2 separate regions of the Mus musculus genome follow, and region 2 is linked to region 1. A link is a contact called in public promoter capture Hi-C data. All regions are on one chromosome and are shown on one strand. Each heading gives the region's core, a stretch centred on a gene start, on an enhancer-like site or on the middle of the called end of the contact. The rest is flanking DNA. Distances are from core to core; before and after follow the strand shown.

Evidence for each region. Capture Hi-C pulls out chosen DNA fragments and counts their contacts.
Region 2: a contact with region 1 is called in a promoter capture Hi-C map of liver. The contact joins two enhancer-like sites. A contact is called at or near these places in 1 of 39 promoter capture datasets (cranial neural crest), 2 of 484 Hi-C or Micro-C datasets (differentiating embryonic stem cells and nephron progenitors) and 4 of 9 other capture datasets (adipose tissue, embryonic stem cells, liver and 1 more).

The regions. Positions count from the first base shown.
Region 1 is chr16:94,410,745-94,417,449 of GRCm38.p6, reverse strand. Ttc3 (tetratricopeptide repeat domain 3) reads right to left here. Exons shown (of 46, transcript NM_009441.2): 14 at 6,494-6,617; 15 at 5,327-5,390; 16 at 1,441-1,501; 17 at 1,084-1,168. Among named protein-coding and RNA genes, the nearest start is that of Gm23692, 15 kb to the left of the region's middle. Within about 2 kb of position 3,144, at least 8 of the 459 cell types and tissues checked have an H3K27ac peak or open chromatin away from gene starts, as enhancers often do. A contact at or near this core is called in liver, where this site is marked.
Region 2 is chr16:94,506,043-94,512,747 of GRCm38.p6, reverse strand. It overlaps Vps26c (VPS26 endosomal protein sorting factor C), which reads left to right. Exons shown (of 8, transcript NM_007834.3): 2 at 375-518; 3 at 1,861-2,010. All of the region lies in intron 3 of Gm31323 (a long non-coding RNA gene), which reads right to left. Among named protein-coding and RNA genes, the nearest start is that of Vps26c, 17 kb to the left of the region's middle. Within about 2 kb of position 3,812, at least 11 of the 459 cell types and tissues checked have an H3K27ac peak or open chromatin away from gene starts, as enhancers often do. A contact at or near this core is called in liver, where this site is marked.

The DNA of each region.
Region 1 (6,705 bases), core at 1,895-4,394:
GTGTTCTCCCGAAAATATCCTTCATCTGCTTCGTAGGGACTGATCCAATTGTAATTGCTCTGTTACTCGAGGAAAGAGACCAGTAGAGCAAGACCATTTTGCTGGAAATCATTTCCCTCAATACAACCCAACTTAGATTCTCTAGACTGGAAATTTCCAATGAGCAGGCTGCAAACCCTCTTACTATGGACCCAAATTTCTTACTATAGAGAAGAGCTCTACTACAAGCATGCTGAATGAACAAACTAGGCCTCAGTATCTATACTGAATATTTAAAGAATCTTTATATTTTCAAAAGTTACTGTTTCAATTCCTCCATGGTTTTTAGACTCAGTAAGGTCAATTAGCATATAACTAAAATCTGTTAGAAGTTCTAAACTTGCCTTATATGCAAACAATTAGAAACTGTTTTTGGTCATTTCTAAGATTTGTTATGTAGTTCTAAAATAACCAATTTTCTTTTTTTTTTTTTAATTATTTATTATATGTAAGTACACTGTAGGTATCTTCAGATACTTTTTCTTCTCTCTCCAGGCCTGCTCACTTTGGCCCAAACATACATACATACATACGTTAATTAATTAATTATATGGAAGTACACTATAGCTGTCTTCAGACACCCCAGAAGAGGGCTTCAGATCTCATTATGGATGGTTGTGAGCCACCATGTAGTGGCTGGGATTTGAACTCGGGACCTTCAGAAGAGCAGTCAGTGCTCTATATGCTGAGCCATTTCTCCAGCCCTAAAATAACCAATTTTTAACTGACTTGACATACTGAGAAAAAATAGCCTTAGCTCCTTTAAAATGCCATTTAGAAAAACTTATTATTTTTCTTGTTCACTTTACATTCTGCTTACTGCCTACTTTTATTACTATATAACATAAAAGAATTTGTATACAAAGTTTACTTTGTTTAGAGGACATTTATCTGACTCATGTTAAATCATTCAGAAGAGGTGAACAAAATGAAACTAATCAATTATCTATCTTACCAAATACTTTAAAAAAATTGAAGCTAATATCATTAAATCTTGGGAAAACAACTTGTTCTTTCTACAGAAAGAGCCTTCTTCTCTCTTACCTGGTGTGCAGCTCTGGAAGATTTTGAAAACTGTTTCTCCAAAATGCTTTTCAAATCTACTTGTAAACTCACTTCTGAATTAGAACTGAAGGAGAAAAAAAGCAAGAACTGTAAAACATTGTCAAAATAAAGCCTTTCTACTCACAAAAAGAAACGAGTGCATTTATGTTAGTCACTTCAAACACTGAGTAAACAGGGAAAAAAAAATCACCTCATTTTCTCAACAAAAATATTCAACATGCTGGTTCCTCCCCAAATTTAAGTATAAATCCAAGGCAGCCGCCATCTCCCCCAAACTGTGACTGTAAATCCAAGGCAGTCACCATTAATTCCTTAGAAAATTAGAGAAGAACCAACCTGGGCTTTTCTGATTCATTGTTTCGTGATTTTTGTTTTCCTTTGTGTCTTGGAGGCTGACCTGTGAACATAAAAGTATTTGTTCCTGAAACCTGTACATAAATCCTCCAAGACTACGAGTGATAAACGTGTATATTAACTGGACTGCAAGAAAAGCATACATAAACGGGAATAAGACTGTGAATACAACTTTAAGTAAATCAGGACAAGCTGGTGATGATGCAGGGCTATAAGGATATTATTAAAATTAGGATGGTTAATCTCAAGTCTATAGAAAAGAGACATAGGCAACAGTTCCCGTTCTCAGGCAGTTTATAACTAGGCTGGAAGAAACACAAATAACTTTAGTAAGCAAACCATTACCAAAATACAATGAGATAAAAAGACCCCAAGTTGCCACTGATATATTAGTTCCCCTCTACATCCTATCAGGGAGAAAAATCACATCAGCTGGAATATACTGGAAAAGCTGTTTGGTTTCAAGATTAATCAGGATTTTGAAAAATTACTCAAATCAAGATTGGCATTCATTTCAGAAATACTAGTTAGATATGCTAGCCAAAGGCTCCATGAGTGCAGAAATGGGCTATAAAGGTAGATGTTAGGGGCAAGAAGAAGAAAGGTGCTGCTTCTTTGGGGGGTCAGAAAAGTCACATTTTCACAGCTGTGTCTGTTAGAAGACAGTATGGCAAGAGGGACAGGGTGTACGTGACAGAAGGTGGAGAGATGGCAACAGACACGATCAGATACAGACAACTTTGATGTCTTCAAACATAAAAACCTTCTGGAAAAGCAGAATTCTGGTTTGATTTCTTTCTCTCTTTTTTTTAATGCTTATATTTCTTTCTTTCTTCTTTATGTGCGTTTTGCCGACACGTGGACCTAGTGCCAGTGGTTGTCAGAAGAAGATGTTGACATTCCCGGGAATGGAGTTACCAATGGTTATGGGTGCTGGGAACTTGATCTCTGCTGTACAGGCATGGACGAAGCTATAAAAGTGTAATTCTGCGGCCTAAAGTTCTTTCTCTGAATATAAATGCCGATGGATGGACAAGATTTAAATTATTTACACATGCTACATAATAATAACTTATTATAACTTTTAAAGTGTTGTCCTTAAGGGGTTTCACATACTGTTAGATTGCAATAGGTATTGAACTCCCAAGCCTGTGTTTAACATGTTAACCATATGGAAACTGCTAGCACTAAGTGAGTAGATATATAGAAATGGAGCCCAAGAGAAGATAGAACTGCAGGCAGGAAAGACAAATGGATAACAGAAGCCAGCCAAACCACTGAAAAGAAAAATCAACCAACAAGGGAAAGAAAAGGGAATGATGGGATGTCAGTAATGTCAAGGCCAACAATCCTGCGTCAAGAACCCTAAAAGGAACACCACGAAAGCTTGAGGTAAGTGACTCTTGTGTCATCATGAATTCTCTATGTTCTCAGATTCAGTTGTAAAAAGCAGAGATGTGTACATTCTGATTTAGGAAGATTTTTGTCAAAATATGATACAAAGGGCGATCCAGGAATACACAGAGCATGCACACCCACATCTCATCTGCAGATGAGCACATACATACAGTTGACGCACACACTTGAACCAAGTCAAGTTTCATCTGAAAGTGAAAGTACCCGTATGCTCCGAATGCCCTGCTCTGTGCAAAGTAAAGTGCTGAAAACTGAGCGTAGGAAGGCTGACCCTTCCAGGTATTGATTAGACCATAGGTGACATCATACCTCCGGGTGGATAGATGCCTTCCCACCTTCTACCATGTGAGCACACAACAAGAACACAACCATCTAAAACAATGAAAAGTGCTTCATTAGACACTGAATCTGCCAGAACCAGGGCACTGGGCTTTTCCTGTACAGAAATAAACTACCCAGTTTGTGGAATTTTTGCTACATCCCTCCAAATGAACAAACATCTTTTCTCGACAACGTAAAATCATCCTTAAACTGAGCCGAAAGTAGTTAAATGTTCTGATATGAGAAAAACAAACAGTACTTTTTATATAGAAAAGACAAATCAAAGCCTGGTGAGGTGGCTCACAACCATAACCCTAGCGTGTAAGAGGTGAGACAACCTCGGTTTCTATGTTTCAAAAACTTAACAGCCATTCCTGTGGTATTAAACTTTCTGAGGGAGATCAATTAAGGAAGAAATACTACAGGGACTCTTGTAATTAGACGAGACACTAATAAAATTCTCAGTAGTAAGAGACAATGCTCAAACGACAAGCAATGCATCTTATCTTTGCATTAAATTTACTGGATTTACAAAATTAAACTTATTAAAAGTATGAAAAGCCAGAACTCATTTGAAATAAATATCTAATGTGTTCTTTTTGTTAGTGGGTTCATATGTGTGTGTGGAGTCCAGCAGTCAACTCTGGTTGTCTTCTTCAATCATGTTCCACCACCATTTGAGACAGAACGGTCTCTCACCAAACCTGGACCTTGTAGACCCAGCTGAACTGGCTAACCAGTGAAGTGCTGTCTCTGCCCCCCATCCCCAAGTGGCAGTGCTATAGGCATGTGCCACTATGTCTGGCTTTCCGACAGGTGCTGGGGAGCAGACTCAGGTCCTTAAGGCTTATGCAAGAACCACCTTAACAATTTTACGGTTGACTTTGGCTGTCAACCTGACTGGATCTGGGCTCAACTTGGAGACAAGCCATTAGGGATACTCATAAAAGACTTTGTTGATCAGATTATGTAAAGTGAGAAGACCCGTTGTAAACATGGGCATCCCCTTCCCATGGCAGCCAAAAATAAATAAATAAATAAATAAATAAATAAATAAATAAATAGATGAAAAGAACCCAGGAAAAAGCTGTTATTTTTGTTTGCTTGTTTGTTTTTTCTGCTTGCTTCCTGCCAAACTGGCAACTTGTAGTATCTCACTGTCGCCACCAATGCTAATACTAGTGCTGTTCACTAACATGAGAACACAGCTTCTTCAGCAATCCTACAGGCCTTCAGGTGTAGACAGAGTACTGAGGCCCTCAGCCCTGTGGACTGAGCACTACTGGGCTCTTAGCCTCCCCAGTGTGCGGACAGATGTTGGGTATCCAGACTGTGTCATGTGACTCGCTGTAATAAACCCTGTGGCATTTGTTCTTTCCATAGGTTCTGCTCCTCTAGGGAACTGTGTATTCCACTGAGCGTCTTCCTAGCCCTCAATGTTGTCTGTTCTTTTTTTTTTTAATTAAAAAAAAAAAGATTCATTTATTTTATGTATATGAATATATGTCTATGCATACATTCATGCTGCACATGTCTGTGCACTATCTGAGTACCTAGTGCCTGACCATAGTCAGAGAAAGATGTGGTCCCCTGGAACTGAATTCACTGTAGAGAGCTGGGAACCAAATCTGAGTGCTCCCCAAGAACAAGAAGTGCTCTTGACTTGCTCATGGCCCCCTCCATGCTTTCCTGAAACTGTCACAAAGTCCCCAGGGTGGCAGAATGGGGACCCAAAGAAAAGTCTCTGTCACCATGAGTAATCCCCTAGAAGAGCTCTGGGCTCCAGCTGTGTATTCTCTCTCAGTGCTTCCTGGTCTGCGATATGAGCTTTTATACACACTTCTGATGTCATCACCACCTACAGCTCTCAGCACACCTAAGCCAACACTGGCCACTTGCTTTATGGCCCTTCAGAATCTCGAGCAGACAGACAGGTCTTTTACCTTATCACCAACCCAAGTCAGGCATTTCACTGGAGTGGTGAAACAGTGACTAAAGTATGTTGCTACTTTTTATATTAAATATTACTATAAGCATCACCATGTAGAAGAACTACAATAAAACCAACTGAAGCTTGCACAAACTTTCAAGCAGAGGTTTGGATGGCAACAACGAGTAAAAGACTACTCACTTGGAGGTGGCAGAAATTCAGGATGACAGTCACAATCGTCCCCCTTCAAAGCCTCATCTGCCACCTGCCCGTGAAAATAAAACTAGTGAGGTTTTTAAAGTCAATACAGCCAAGGAATCAGCAATCACACAGAATTTAACTAGAATATGATAGGATTCACTCAAGACCTACAAACACAGCTAGTCATGACTCCTAACTGTACAAACAAGCAAGCATAATGATAACAACAATGAGGACCCAAGAGAAATGGCAAATTCTAGAACGACAATCCTCTGTCTGACACTTGGCATGGTGCCTGATGTAGAGGTTGTTGAATAATACCTAGGTGCTTCTCCAGCACACAGTTATACACATTAGAGGTGTGTATAACTGGAATGAAACTTTCTGGGCATTTTCTGTATTATCTACAAAATGAGTATTTATATAGGATTTAAAAAAATTCCCTTTTCTACCTATCACCACCCAACATCAACTACCCGCCCCCATTTCCTTCCAAATGTGGAAGTCAAACATACATATATTCAGCTTTGTATACTACAAGTCTGAGAACGCTCAGACACATGTATCTGAGACATCTGATCAAAGTCAGGCTAGAGGCCTTATGATACTTGGAAAAACCCCAAAACATTAAACATAAGATATGTGCTGAGCACAGCACTTAGCTAAGGGCTAATCATAGCTGCCAAGGGCAACAAAATGACAGAAATATCTTGGGCCCCCAACAACAGCAGTTGGGTGGTGGTTGGCAGAACACCAAGTAACCATTACCCCACAGACAAGCGATCAGGGAAGGAAAACCTGCATCACTGAGGAGGAGCAGTAGAGACCTAGCTACTAGACTATACTGCTGCTTGTCCCCAAGAGACTGGCTGAGAGACAGAAACAGAGGACATACAGACAGAAGTAAGTGGCTAATAGTATTTAGAAAATTATTTTTAAAACAAATTAACTGTGACTTCAAAGTAAATCCTGTAAAATTTAAACATTAACTTTTTTTATGTAGTTTATGAGATGGCCAGGTTGCCTGATGTGGGAGAATTATTTTCTCGATATCAATACAAAAAAAAAAAAAAAAGTCACATATGAGCAAAACATCTACCACCGAAGCATCACTGAGACCAGCGATCCTACTCACACTGGAAATGATCAGTTCTTAGCTAAGCTTACCTTTTGATTCTGATCGCCACCATTTGCCATTTTGTACTTAGTTTTTCTGAAACCTCTTTCTGTTTCCACAAAGTTAAGTGATGTCCTAAAAGCAGGTGCTGATGAGTTTCTAGGTATGTAAGCCCTGGAGGTGGACAAACAACAACGAGCCGTCACGTCGTGCCTACACTGCCGCAGCTGCAGGGCTTCTTCACAGGCTACAGCACTCAGCT
Region 2 (6,705 bases), core at 2,563-5,062, 95 kb before region 1:
AATAAATCTTCAGGCCAGAGAGAGCAGGGCCGGAGCAAGCGGGGCCTACTGGAGCGAGCAGAAGTCCTGAATTCAAATTCCCAGCAACCACATAATAGCTCACAACCATCAGTGCAGCTACAGTGTACTCATATAAATAAATAAATCCATCTTTAAAAAAATGATGTACCTGGAAGGTGGCATGCGGAGGCCCAGTGCGTCCTTTGTCCACTGATACATCACTGTTGTTGGGCAGGGTTAGGGGTGGGGCATTGCAACAACTGCATCTTAAATCTAGTGGTCGTCTTCGTCAGAGAGTATCTGAATCTCTGAATCAAAAAGATTGTTCCAGAAAGGTGTGCTGCTCTGATTGGAGGCTGTTTCTTTTCCCTCAGGAAATGCTCTCTGGTGTGGTGGTCATCTCTAGCAAGGACTCAGTCCAGCACCAGGGAGTCTCTTTGACAATGGAAGGGACTGTAAACCTCCAGCTCAGTGCCAAAAGTGTGGGTGTGTTCGAAGCCTTTTACAACTCTGTGAAGGTAAGAGCTAGCATAGCTCTCTGTGGAGCTTTGCGCTTGCCCTGTGACTTGTTAGCTGTCTCTACTTTCATGGTCTTCACACTCCCAGCTCTTACAGAGCATGCGTTTGTGTTGCTTCTGTGTCCTGCTAGTAGGTATTTGTATGTGTAATATCCCTGGCTGGTGCTTGGGATTAGAAGAAACTTGTGTTGACTTGAGTCATCCGAGCTTCTCTGAGGAATGCTTGTGGCTCGTGGGCCTTGCCTTGCTTTATCAGACTTGTCTGCTCGCTTTGTACACTGCTCCTGTTGAACTTGACAGAGGTAAGACACACTTGGAGCAAGGAGCTCTTTTATTATGGTTTTATTATTTTGGGTAGAGTTTATATTTTAGAAAGTTCCCCAAATTTAGAAAAGTTCCCCAAATCTTTTCCCTGAAGGCCATACAAGCTGTCTGAGGAAGGCTGTGAGGAAGAGAACATGAGTTTGTTTAGGTTTATTAGTGTCCCATGTTTCTGCATCTTTCTAATTTTAATCCATAGGCACTTCGTTGGGGTGAGGTTAAATCAAAGATATAAAAGCATGAGAGCATCTGGATGTGGTGGTGCATGCTGTAGTCCCAGTTCTCTGGAGGCTGAGGCAGAGGGCACGAGAATCAGGACTTGGAGGCCAGTCTGGACTATGCAGGGAGGCTGTATCTCAAAATAAAGTGAAACAGAGAACATAAAACTTGGACTGCCTGAGTGCTAGTCCTATTTCTTTCTCTATGGAGCCCACTGAGGAGTCTCTGTGGGCACCTGGAGCTTGAGGAGAGACAGACCTGCTCTGCCCACAGAGCTGCGGTGCTGAGGCCCTGGCTGAGGGCTGTGGGAGCTGGGGCAGTGATGTTAGAGATGCCAGGTAAGGAGTAGCCCCGGGCCCGATGTTGGCCAAGGTGGCCAGGCAGCTTCAGTGGTAGGTCTGCTTACTTATGGTGAATATAGGGCTGTTAGGACAGTCTAGTGAGGTATTTGAGCAGGAAGCAGGCATACATGGGTTCAGTTCCTACTGTGTACAGCGCCTCAGTCCCTGATATGTGACAGGACCATTATTGAACCACTGAGATGGGACCTATACAGTTCAAGGAGCAGACTGACTCCCACAAGTTGTCCTCTGACTAGTAAAAAAAAAAGGATGTAAGGAAATGAACCATTACTGTGCAGACTTAAAGAACAGCAGCAGCAGCTTGATGTTTTTGTTTAGCATCAGTACTGTGCTACCAAGACACAGGAGAGCGGGAGATTTCATGTGCCTGCTGCTAGTAGGACTGCAGAGAGAGACAGGCACAGTGTGTGCTGATAGCTGAAGCTGCTTTGTGTTGACAGCCGATCCAGATTATCAACAGCACCATAGACGTGCTGAAGCCAGGAAAGATTCCCAGTGGCAAGACTGAGGTCCCCTTTGAGTTCCCACTGCTTGTGAAAGGCAGCAAGGTCCTGTATGAGACTTACCACGGCGTGTTTGTCAACATTCAGGTGAGTGCCTAACTCCACTTACTTGCCGCTTTTGTTTTCTGCTGAAAACCAGCTTGATTATTTTTTCTCACTGAAATAACTGAACTCAAGTCTAATAATGGATTGATTCCAAGACTGCTCCTGTGTGTGCTGTATCGTTTTCTCATTTTGTCCTAACTGCATTTTGTGTATGACTGTTACTGGTTTTGCAGAGCTAGAGATTAAACCGTGGGCCTCACACAAGCTGTGACATAAAGTCACGCTCTGAGCCCCTGTGACCCTTGTGTTGACTATGCACTGTGGCTATAATTTCTTCCTTAGGGGTCCTTTGTGCTACCGCATTTTTCTCAGGCCACAGTGACACCACCAGGGTCCCAGATGTGCTTCAGCCTCTTTCTGGCATCAGCACTAACTAGTCTGTTTTATTCTTATGAGTATCTCTTTGTGGAATAAATACCCAAAGGCTGCCCATTCAACATAGGCTGTATTCTTCATTGAGCAAACCTTGTAAATGAGGGGAAGTGGATTTATGATTTCCTGTCTACCTTTGCTGGTGAGGGGTGGCTTTCACAGTTGCTATTGTCTCAGGAGCAGAGCCCAGTCATGACTCAGCCAGAGGAAGAGGCCCCGTCCCTCATTCAATGAAGAGAAAGGTACTGTTGTGTAGTTTGCAGCGGGACAGCTTCCTTGCTAACTGAGAAAATCCTGCAGTCTTAGGATGCACAGAAAGTCAGGAGATTGGAAAGTTGCTTGATTTGTGAATTAAGTTTTAGTTGATCACATTTCACTTAGTAAATACCAATCATTTGCTTAAAATCTAGCACATTTTTTAAAAAGTTTCAAACCATTTGGGAGGGTTAATAAAGGTTTATTCTTTTTTCTTTTCTTTTTTTTTTTTTTTTTGGTTTTCGAGACAGGGTTTCTCTGTGTAGCCCTGGCTGTCCTGGAACTCACTTTGTAGACCAGGCTGTCCTTGAACTCAGAAATCTGCCTGCCTCTGCCTCCCAAGTGCTGGGATTAAAGGCGTGCATCACCTCACCCGGCTAAAGGTTTATTCTTACATAAATTTCACGAACTGTTAGAAACCTGTCAAGGTGAAGAACATGGAGTGCATACTCTGTGGCACAGCCTGCTTTCCATGAAGACATGTTTTCAGGGTTTTCTCACATACCTGCTTCAGGCAGCAACATACAAAAGCTAAACACATGAAAAAAAAATATTACAAAAGTTTCGTTAGAGAGCGCTCAACAGTGAAGACTCCGTGCAGCTCTTGAAGAGACCCAAGTTTGGTTCCTGGCATCCACATGGGGCTGCTCACAGCTACCTGGAACTCTAGCTCTGGGGGGCATCTTCAGGTTTCTGTGGCCCTGTGTGTGTGTGTGTGTGTGTGTGTGTGTGTGTGTGTAATGGAATGGATGCTTCATGCTAGGCCTGAGTTCTGTCTCTACAACTTGCATGGAAGGAAGAACTTACTCCCTACGTTTTCCTCTGACTTCTACATGTGCACTATGGTACACATTATGCTATCCTACACACACACACACACACACACACACACACACACACACACACACACTACACATTATGCTATCCTACACACACACACACACACACACACACACACACACACACACACACGCACGCACGCACACACACAGCAAGCTTATTGGGATAAGATAGATTTCCTGGTCATAGTCTCTTTTGTTTATTGTCACTGAAATGATGAAACTGATTCATTTTATTGATTTCCAGTTAAGTTCAAAGTCTCATCCTTTTCCAGATGCTGCTAAGAGTACAGATGCAGAGTGTGTGCCGTGATTGCGTAGACTGTGTATGTGCTGGAACTCCTAGTCACGAAAGTATTAGTGCGTGGCTAATTCTCTAGAGGGGTTAATGATCCCCTCGCCCAACCTTTTCCTTGGTCATCAGATTTTACCACTTCAGGGTTGACCTCAGCCACAGCATGGGTCTGTATGCAGGCCCAGACAGCTCAGCATTTTGTAAAGATGCAGTTTCCTCTTCGCTGAGCCTCAGGTTTATGTGGGCTCATCACCATTCACCATTGGTTAGTCTCTTCCCTTGCAGAGCTGGGGTGGAAACCCAGCTGGACACATGTGAGACATGGGCTCTGTCACTGAGCTACATCCCCAGCCTTGCCGTTCTTTGTCGTCTGTGTTTACTTTCTGAGTCATTTCAAAGTTAGCTGCAGAGCCTGTGTGCACTTACTTGTCTTACTTCTTTAGTGTCCATTCCCACAAACCCAGAGTTCTATCATACAGCACCATAGATAACCGTCTTTATCAAAATTAACATAAATCCTCAAATAATTTCTAGCTCATATGCAAATGTTTTATTTTCTCTTGTGCAAATATACGTAATAAAAACTAGGATTATGGCTTTTTGCTCTATTTTATCCATCCTTGCCCCCTTTGTTTGACAGGTCTTTTCCTAGTCTCCATGCTTGTCAGTAAGCAAATGTCATCCATGATTTTCTGTGATCCCATGTCTCATCTCAGCATAGGGATTCCCAAGGTGTCGTTTATGGTACCCATTTCTGGCCATGCCTTCTCTGAAGAGCACATGAATGAATATCGGTGCATTACTCAGAATAGAAGCTTTGTTGTTAAACCCTAATACATTCTCAAATTATATAGACACAATGAACTTTTTCTTTTATAATTGAGGTAATATTGTAATAGCATAGTGTAAAAAATCATGAGACAAAATAAGGAATTTAAAATGTAACCTGCATTAAATTTCTGACTTGCAAAAGCTTAGCTTGCTTGTTATTTCTTACTGAGTTCTGCTCTTGTAGCCAAACTGGCAAGATTTTATACTATAGCACAGATGAATATCAGTATCACCATATCTGCTAATATTGCATATTCAAAGTTAATTTTTAAAAATTCTCTTCACCCTTTCTACCGTTAAAAATACTGTGTGTGTGTGTGTGTGTGTGTGTGTGTGTGTGTGTGTGTGTTTTGCAGAGATGATTCAGTGGTTAAAAGCACTTACTGCTCTTGCAGAGGCCAGAGTTCAGCTGCTAGTACTCATAGTGAGCAACTCACAACTACCTATAACTCTTGCTCCATTCCTCTGGCCTCTGTGAGTTTCCTTCATATACACATATCCACACAGACACACACACTACCAACACATAATTTTAAACCTTAAACAAAAAATCCAACCTTGTACCTTCTGGCCTCCTGATGCCCTCTGACCTCGTCCTGAGCTCACCCCACATAGATCATTGCATGGGGCCTAGGAAAGTTAGTTACAAAGTAAGAAGACCCAGGGTTTCCCCGCAGGCAGAGATGGGCTCTAGTTACTGTCCAACCAGCATACAGTATAAGAACTTGGTGTAGGTTTTGTCAGTTTACATCCCACCTCTGTGCCCCACCCCCAGCAGCCTGCCTGACTTTGTTGCTAGAAGATTAGTAAGAGAATCACATGAAGAGCTAGGCACAGGCCTGTCACACAGTGTCCTCTGTGATGAACATGAGTTGATGACTATCCTTACAGTAGCCTTGTACAGCCTTGGCTGTCCTGGAACTCACTACGTAGGCCAGGCTGGCCTTGAACTCACAGAGCTCCACTTGCATCTGCCTCCCAAGTGCTGGAGTTACAGGCAAGTGCCAGTAACAACTCTTTTAAAAATGTTTTTGTTTGCCTGCATATGTGTCTGCACCATGTGCATGGAGTGCCCATGGGGGCCAGAAGAGGGTGTCATATTCCCTGGAACTGGAGTTAAATAGAGATGGTTTTAACCCACCATGTGGTACTGGGAATCAAGCCCAGGTTCCTTTCCAAGAACAGCAAGTGCTTTTGACCACTAAGCTATCTCTCCAGCTTGATTGTAAGTTAGTTGACATTGTAGATGAGAGAGAATTTGACTCCCTCTAGAACATAACAGGAATTTTAGTCTCCTTGTTTCACCTGCTGTTTTCCCAGCAGATCCCATGATCTATTCATTTACAGATTATTAGTCTCAAGCTTTGTATAGTCCTTTCTTTCATAAACTGTAGAGTAAACTCAGATTGACAAGGTCCTGTATCCCAGAACCAGGAATTCTAGGCCAGGCTTAGCCAGATTGGAGACCAGGGCCCCAGAATATTTGAGCTTGGCTTTCCTGTACACTGGCTTTGTCCTCAGGAAGTTATCTCCCTTATTAGAGCAAAGCTGGCTGTCACTGGGCAAGTGCAGCTTCCATCTTGCAGACCCAAGACTCAGTAAAAGAGAATTCTGTCTTCAGTCCCTTAAATGTCACTGAGAGAGGTAGATGGTAGAGGCCAGACTAGGGAAAGGATCAGACTAGGTAAGCTAGAGAGAGGATGACTTACCTCACTGCATATGATGTCCAGGAGGTGGGCAGTACCCCAACACAGATACACACACACACACACACACACACACACACGACCTCACTGAGCTTGTCTGGTATGGAGAAAACAGATTGCAGTCTCACTAGAGAATATATATATATATATATATATATATATATAAATTTTAAGGTTCTTTCAGGCAAGAGGTGATTCTTATAAAAATGTTTTATCTTCCTGTACTATCTCAGATATATAGGAACTTATTTCATGTGGAAAGGTGGCTCTTAAGAGTATAGCTTCTTACAAGATTCATAGCTATGATGTAGTCCTAGGTAAGAAAATTATTTCTGACACAATTAAGTCTTTCCTATATGATTGAAGAAACAGGTAAGTT